Regions from separate parts of the Hordeum vulgare genome. Here all the other regions are linked to region 1. The links are chromatin contacts, called in public Hi-C maps. All regions are on one chromosome and are shown on one strand. The core of a region is the stretch at or near the end of the contact, and the rest is flanking DNA. Distances in the headings are between cores, read along the strand shown.

Evidence for each region. Hi-C and Micro-C count contacts between places; a contact is called where the count stands out from the background.
Region 2: a contact with region 1 is called in a Hi-C map of seedling, with 2.8 times the contacts expected there. The contact joins the enhancer-like site here to the promoter of LOC123431302 in region 1. A contact is called at or near these places in 3 of 6 Hi-C or Micro-C datasets (leaf and seedling) and 1 of 1 datasets of contacts at active chromatin or transcription factors (embryo).
Region 3: a Hi-C map of leaf shows a contact between it and region 1, with 6 times the contacts expected there. The contact joins the promoter of LOC123431291 here to the promoter of LOC123431302 in region 1. A contact is called at or near these places in 3 of 6 Hi-C or Micro-C datasets (leaf and seedling) and 1 of 1 datasets of contacts at active chromatin or transcription factors (embryo).

Annotation. Positions count from the first base shown.
Region 1 is chr1H:284,605,997-284,608,753 of MorexV3_pseudomolecules_assembly, forward strand. It overlaps LOC123431302 (homeobox-leucine zipper protein HOX9), which reads left to right and starts at 1,316. Exons shown (of 19, transcript XM_045115127.1): 1 at 1,316-1,646; 2 at 2,123-2,446; 3 at 2,685-2,757. The coding sequence starts at 2,193.
Region 2 is chr1H:285,292,010-285,294,709 of MorexV3_pseudomolecules_assembly, forward strand. No RefSeq gene overlaps it. Among protein-coding and RNA genes, the nearest start is that of LOC123431313, 200 kb to the left of the region's middle. Within about 2 kb of position 1,297, at least 3 of the 3 cell types and tissues checked have open chromatin away from gene starts, as enhancers often do. A contact at or near this core is called in leaf and seedling, where this site is marked.
Region 3 is chr1H:283,691,384-283,694,083 of MorexV3_pseudomolecules_assembly, forward strand. LOC123431291 (auxin response factor 22-like) reads left to right here and starts at 1,325. Exons shown (of 4, transcript XM_045115116.1): 1 at 1,325-1,436; 2 at 1,576-2,700. The coding sequence starts at 1,633.

The sequences.
Region 1 (2,757 bases), core at 66-2,565:
GGGCTCGCTCGATCCGGGATTTGACAGCGACCCGGGGGATGGATGTTGGGGATCAGGCCGCCCGCACAGCTTCCTCCTCCGCTCCTACGAACGAAGCGTGTTGAATTGTTTCTTCTCACTTATTGTTGTACTGCATGTTTATTTCCATAAAAGCACAAGAACTTATTTGTAAAAGCACCGCGATGACGGACGACAGAAACACTTCGTCCTTTAGTATTAGGGAAAGATGTATAAACACAGAAGGGCCGGATGACAGTCCTTTGGCCAATAGGAACAAACATAATCCAAATAAAATGGAAATGGGTTGAAGTTGCAAAAGAACCAAAACCACGGGATATAGCCCACCTTACTCATGCGGGAACAGGCTAAAATGCATAAATCTGATCTAAACATGCAAAAAATTCCTAAAATGAATTCCGTATTTTTTTTTCACCTGATCTCGAACACAAGGGCATTATACTTTTGTTGGTGAACGGTGCATTGTGTAACGTCTTTGTCTTAAACGTCACTTCAGTTCTCGAACATCACACAATATAATGTCAGATGTTGTAGTGTGACATTTAAAACAAAGATGTAAAAGAATATAGACTTTGTGAATTTCTTGCGTGGCCAGATTTGTCACGATAATAATAAAAGAGTACTAGTATTAATAATGGTGTAAACTGTCCAAGTCGACGCGGTCAGCGAGATGTCACGGGGAAAATAATGGTGTCCTTTCAGCGCGACAGTGACGCGGGCCGGGGTACAGCGAACCACTGTGTGCGAGCCCCATTCCCGACCTCCATGGACCGAGCTCACCCACCCCCTTCGTCCTCCTCCACAGCTTTCTCCGTCTCCTCAGAGCATGGTTAATAGTATAGCCAACTGCTGGCTATAAGCAGTCTTATAGCCCATCTTATAGCCAGCTTGTACAATAGTTAGCTATAGAAGAGTACTATTTTTATCATATATGACCCACCTTTCATTCTCACAAAGCACCTAGGAGCACGTGCTAGAGCTGGCTCTTCACGAAGAGCCCGCTTCCCTTCTCTCTCTTCTTCTCTCTCATCCAACTCAGCAAAAATATAGTATTTTAATCCTTACAGCCTGCTGACTGTACCTTATTGTACTTGCTCTCACGTCCTCTCACTGCCTAGCCTAGCCTAGCCTATCATCGTAGCTGTAGCTCCAGTCCTCTAGCCCGCAGCGTAGAATACGACTAGACGTAGTACTACGTGCTGAGCTACTGCCACTCTCGCGACCGCGGGCTCCTGCTCCGCTCCCCCCACCTCCCCCCCCCTCTCTCTCACTGGCCGGCCTTTAAAGCTGTTACCTTTTGCCAACCTCTCCGTGTCGCTGTACAGTCTCTCTCTCTCTCTCCCCCTCTCCCTTCATCGCTCGTGCTGTGGTGTGCTCGCTCGTTCGATTGCCTCAGGTCGGACGGACGGACGCGAACCGAGGGCAGGAGGGGTCGGATCCGGGGTCCGGAGTGCGAGCTAGCGGCCCTGGTTGTCGCGGCGGCGGCGGCGGAGGAGGAGTAGGTGGAGTCCAAGAGGAAGCGGTCCATGGACGCGGTTCCTGCCGCAGCCCCACGGGGCCGCGGGAGGCTGTGAGCGGCTCACCGGCGGCGCCCCTCCCCGCGCCGGCCGGCCGGTGTGTGTGCGGAGGTAACTGATGTCTAATTTCGCTCTACGCCTTGGTTTCGGAGCTCGGGGGGACGATTCTCGCATGCACTCCCCCAGGCTGCTTATCCGCGTCGCCATTTGCGTTTCCTGATGGATCTTTTTTTTTTCGCCCCTGAAAACATTTTTTCCTGCGATTATCCTTTAATTTTGTTCTCCCTGTCGCTGGAGGATTAAGCTGATGTTTCCGCGCGGCTAATTTTTCCGCTTCTGATTCTCACACGAAATCGTGCGATTCTGGCATCGCCCCGCCGCCCGCATTTGCGTCCTCTGCAGCGGCTTCCTTTCCCTTTTCCCCATTTCAGATACTGAGCCAAAAGCCGCCTCCTTTGCGTGCTTTTCCACGCTTTGTTGTTTAAGGGAGGGATCAGGAGGGATGGAGGGACGCGGATGGCTCGTCAATCACCTCCCGCGTTTCCCCATGTCAAATTTGTTCTAACCGCTCCAAAATCTCCTCCCAGGTTGTTCTGCCCTCAAGGATCGCTTCGCGCCGCGAGTGAGGGAAACTAGGACGCAAAGGAAGTGGTGACGATGGCGGCGGCGGTGGCGGCGATGCGCTGCGGGAGCGGGAGCGGCAGTGACGGCGGCGGCGGCGGCTACGACAAGGGCGGGATGGACTCGGGCAAGTACGTGCGGTACACGCCGGAGCAGGTGGAGGCGCTGGAGCGGGTGTATGCCGAGTGCCCCAAGCCGACATCCACGCGCAGGCAGCAGCTGCTCCGCGAGTGCCCCATTCTGTCCAACATCGAGCCCAGGCAGATCAAGGTCTGGTTCCAGAATCGAAGGTGAGCATGTCGACAGCCCGACGCGCTTCGCCTTTTGTGATTGGATGGAATTTGTTTCCTCAGTAGCCATTATGCTGCATGCGAGTGTAATGGTGGCTGGGTAAATTGAGTAAGGATGGATCACGAACAAATGTGGGAATTCCTAGTTCTGTGTTGGAGCATATGTGTATTTTTTTTCCAATCTGGGCAGGTTCTGCATTCAAGCATAATTGTCACTAGCTTTTCTCCGTGGTTGCAGGTGCCGTGATAAGCAGCGGAAGGAGTCTTCCAGGCTTCAGGCCGTGAACAGAAAACTGAGCGCCATGAACAAG
Region 2 (2,700 bases), core at 47-2,546, 690 kb after region 1:
CCGAACTTGGCGAGGAACCTGTAACAGCCCAGAACCGACGCCCGAGAAGATTCCTCTTTTATTCCGTTGTCACCTTCTTAATTATTTGTTTGTCGCATTCATCATCGCATCATGCACATCATCTGCATTGCATCGACACATTGTTGTCGTCAGTTTTCAAAACTTGCATCAGTTATTAGTTGACGGTTCTCTCCGTTTTTGTCATTGAGCGATTTTAGTCCAGCCACACACGCACGCGCCCGCGGCGCTGGTAAAATATTGTTTCTAAAAGAGTGTATAAATATTCTCGGATTGGGTTGAAACTTGACGTGCGGTCTTATTGTAAGGTAGGTAGGCCGCTTGCCAAATTTCACCGCAATCGAAATTCGTTTGATACCCGAACAATAGAACGTAGCGGAATCGTTGTCGGTTTAATTCCCGGACGTTTTCGCGTTTAAAACTCCTCCATGGGCTACAAACTTCCCTCTCATCCCCAGTTAGCCCAACTACACAACCCACTAGACCCACCTAGCCACTCGCTCCATTCGTGGTCGTCGGATCGTGATCGGACGGACGAGGTCCATCCCACCATAGACCATTCGCTATATAAGCCCACCTTGTGGAGAGAGCTCTCTCACCCACTAGGGTTCCCCCTAGCCAAAATTGCAGCCACCCCCTAGAAAACCTCACCTGCAAACCAAACCCTCCAAATCCCGTAGCCCTAGCCTCCCCAGCCTTTTTCAGCCATCAGATCTGAGATCTCGGGCTCATATCGTCCAGAAAACCCCACCTAGCGGACATGTCCGCGGTCAAACCGGACACGTCCGGCAACCACACAACCCCGTCCGCCCTGAGCTCCCAAGCAGCCCACGCCCGAGTTACCGTCGCGCTGCACCTTGCGCCCCCGCCGCCTCACCGACCACCGGCCTTGCAGCGCCTCCATAGCTCCGCTGCCACTGTCCTTGAACGCCTGCCTGAGCGCCGAGCCGCCTCCTGCAGACCATGCCCGGTGCCGTCGCTGCGCCGGACCGCCTCCGTGTCATTGCCACGCCGGGGCGAGCTCCGTGCCAAACATCCGCCGCCGCCAACCGCCAGATCCATCGGATCTTGGCGTCCTCGCCCTGTCCCAGACCCATGTGCCCCGCCTGCCCCTCGCCGCTGGGCACCCGAGCCGCTCGCCGGAGTGTGCCGCCGCCACGGCCTGCTCGTGAGGAGCACGAACAAGCGCTCGCCTGGCCACTGACCTGACCTGGGCCGGCTCCCTCCCACGTGGGCTGCCCCAACATGCGACCTAGCCACTGTCCAGGCCGGCCCAGCTCACACTTGGGCGCCGCGGCCCAGTTCGCCTCCTCCCCAACTGGCCTCCGCTTGGGCCCAAACCCCGTGGGTGACCAACTCCTTTTTGCCCTTATTCCTTGCTCGTGCAGATTTTAATTATCTAGCGCTCTAGCATGTTTCGTCCCAATAGTCAGTTTCGGCCCGTTGTATTTTTTTCGCGTTCTGCGATTTTTCTATTAACCTAGGAATTTCAGATTTCCAGAAAATGTGCATAGCTTAAAATGCTAATAACTTTCAACCGTGCACCGGATTGAAATAATTTAGATATGTAAACTATGTAGAATTTTGTGTAGATAAATTGTATCAAACTTTCATCCATATTTAAAACCGTTTAACATGGTGTTTGCATAGATTTGTGTAATGCCATATTAAAATGGTTTAATTCATAACTAATTAACCGTGCACTGGATTAAAATGATTTTAACATGTAAAATGCTTAGAATTCTCTATAGTTTTACAATTACCAACTTGCGTCCATGGTAAAAATGATTAACTTGCTGTTTCATTTAATTTTCTTTAAATGCCATGCTAAAACGGTTCAATTCATAGTTAAATAATCGTAGCTCTGAATTAAGTAAATGATATATGCATCTTGGCCAAAAAAATGTGTAGAATAACATGGCGGAAATTATTCTCCTGTTTCCCAACTCTAAAATTGTGTTGTAGGAAGAACAGTACCGAAACTGTAATTTGCATATAGGGAATTTCCGGAATTGTTATTCGTTGTTCCGCCCTCATTTAATATTGCTTAGAATACCATGTAGCTTCATAATATCTTGTTACATCCGTGAAGAACATGTTGTGGCTGTCATTTGCATGCATGTTGTATCCATGGCATATAATCTTGTGTTGATCATATTTTTTATACCGTAGCTCCATTTTAAATAATCTCTATATGTAAATCAACTAGAATGACGTGTAGAATCACATGAACCACTTTATTCTGTTGTTTAACAAATAGTAAAATGTGTTAGTTCATATCTGAACCAATTTAGAAATTAACATCTGGAGTCATTTTGGAAATACTATATGTTGTTTCCGACCTCATTTAATATGCCTAGATAGGTAGTTTAATTATGCTTCACGTCTTGCCATGTTTAAACAACATTTTATATTTTCGTATACCTAAACGAGAGTGACCTAAATATTTGAATGTGGGGTTTCGTCAATATGCAACTCGTTGCATATTGAGCTTCACTTAATCTGTAGTGTTTGAATGTTGTGAATTGCCATGTCGTGCCTTGTATAATTAAACCGTACATGCATGATATTTGTTTGCACATCATGTCGTGCATATTTTGTGGTGTTATTGTGTGTTGATTGTTGTTCCGGATTGTTTCTTCCCGGTAGAGTTCCGAACCCCTTCGGAGTGTGAGGGTCCGT
Region 3 (2,700 bases), core at 75-2,574, 910 kb before region 1:
CACGGGCGGCCTCGGGGCACGGAGGCATCCAATCGTCCGAAACCCCGCGCACGGCGCCTCCTCCCCGCTCTCTTTTCTTGGATCCAACGGCGTCCCACCAGCAAAAAGAAACGACAGCGTTTCCACTTTCCACGACGAGTCGGCACGCCACAAAACCCCCGAGACCTGTACACTTTTCCCTCCACTTCACAAACTCAGTGGCCATCTACTACCACCAAGATGCAATGCAAGACCATTTATGCTCAAAAAAGAAGAAGATGCAAGACCATTTATTTGGAGCACAGCAAAGCAAGCGGAGCACTCATGGTATATGTTGCATGCAGAGGGAGGCCGCGGCCAGCTGCAGCGAGCGACGCAGAGGAGGAGAGCCGCTGCCTGCCGCGACATGTCCCCATCGGTGTTCCGTGGGTCGATTGCCCTGGCTCTGAATTCCCGGTGATCGGTTCGCCCCCGCGCCGGAAAGGGAGGGCGAGGAGTCGAGACGAACAAGGCACAAGATTCGCCCATTTCCGGATCATGCAATCAGTCGCTGCCCCTGCCAACTTTCTCACGGCCGCGGCGCACAAATGCCCTCTCTTGTCTTCTTTCCCAAACAACCAAATTTCGACAGCTTATTATTATCATCTCTCGCCGCTTCCCTCCCTTTCCCAACAGAAGACGAGTGACCATCTCAATTGTTTTTTTTTCTTTCGGGCCTCACCACCTCAGCGGCGAGCCCAAATAAATTGGTTGAGATCTGAGACTCAACTGAATTTTAAAAACGTTTGCCACCTCTTTTCATCAGATTCAGAAATAACACTAAAAAACAAGACGAAAACCCTCCGCTCTTGTCGCCACCCCCTCTGCTTCCTAGTCCATGCCATCACGGCCGCGGCCCACCGACAGCAGAAAGAGGCAGGCACGCGGCCCCACATCCTTTATCGCCGACACGTGGGCCCCGCCAGCCTGGGCCCCACCGGTCACCGATGGTTGGTGGGCGTCGCTGTTGGCTGTGCGGTCCGGCGCAGGTGATCCACTGGGGCGCCCGGCCAGGCCACTGCAGCAGCGAAGCGGGCGCCTCCAATCTCCCTATCTAATGGCCGGGAAGACATCCAAAGAACTCGCCATAATTCCAAACCACTGTGCCGCTGTAGCACACCACTCCCTCCCTCCTCGTCCTCGTCCTCCCTCAAGAACACGGAAAAAATCGGGGCCTTTTGGGTTCCGGACACCAGGGATTCGATATTTATTCTGTTTACTTTTGACCGGCGCGACGGTTCTTGGGCTTGGGATGGAGTTGCAGGGGGCCTGGGGAGGGCAGGGGAGGCGGCGTCGCCTGATGTAGATTTCCCTTTTTTTCTTTTCCTCTGCTCGCTTTGTTTATCGTTCCGGCTCTGGGCGTTCACATTTCTCGTGATCCGCCAATTGGAGGGAGGCCATGCGCGCGGGCCAAACAGGTGCTTGCCTTTGTTGCTTTTCATGATTCGGTCCAGTTTATTTGCTCTTTTCTTTTGATGATGATGGAACAAGGATTGCGTGTGGAGTTCGGTTCCCGTTCGGGGTCTGCGAATTTGATGGAGGGCGGTTTGATGGCAGGTCTGCTCCTGTGTTGGAACAAGTGATCGCATTTCCTGGCGGTGGTTTTGGGTGGAGATGAAGGAGGTGGGCGCGGAAAGGTGCCTGGACCCGCAGCTGTGGCACGCCTGCGCGGGCGGCATGGTGCAGATGCCGCCGGCGCGCTCGCGCGTCTACTACTTCCCCCAGGGCCACGCCGAACACGCCAACGGCGGCGGCGCCGCCGAGCTCGCGGCGGCGGTCGGCCCGCGTCCGCTGCCGGCCCTCGTGCTCTGCTGCGTCGCAGGGGTGCGCTTCTTGGCTGATCCGGACACGGACGAGGTGTTCGCCAAGATCCGGCTGGTGCCCGTCGGCCCCGGCGAGGCTGGGTTCCGGGAGCCAGAGGGGCTCGGCCCGCTCGGGAGCGACCCGCCGGAGGCGCGCGAGAAGCTCTCCTCCTTCGCCAAGACGCTTACGCAGTCCGACGCCAACAACGGCGGCGGCTTCTCGGTGCCGCGCTACTGCGCGGAGACCATCTTCCCCAAGCTTGACTACAGGGCTGACCCGCCGGTGCAGACGGTGCTCGCCAAGGACGTGCACGGGGAGGTGTGGAAGTTCCGGCACATCTACCGGGGCACGCCGCGCCGGCATTTGCTCACCACGGGATGGAGCACCTTCGTGAACCAGAAGAAGCTCGTCGCGGGGGACTCCATCGTCTTCCTGCGCACCGAGCACGGGGAGCTCTGCGTCGGCATACGCCGCGCCAAGAGGGTCACCTGCGGGGGCATGGAGTGCATATCCGGCTGGAACGCACCTGGGTATGGGGGCTTCTCGGCCTTCCTCAAGGACGAGGAGAACAAGATGATGAATGGTGGCCCCGCTGGTTACGTCAAGGGCAGGGGGAAGGTGAAGATCGCCGATGTCGTGGAGGCGGCCACCCTCGCCGCCAACAGCCAGCCATTTGAGGTAGTCTACTACCCGAGAGCTAGCACGCCGGAGTTTGTTGTCAAGGCCGCGGCGATGCAGGCTGCCATGAGGATCCACTGGTGCCCTGGCATGAGGTTCAAGATGGCCTTTGAGACCGAGGATTCCTCAAGAATTAGCTGGTTTATGGGGACCATATCTTCTGTTCAGGTTGCCGATCCACTCAGATGGCCGAATTCACCA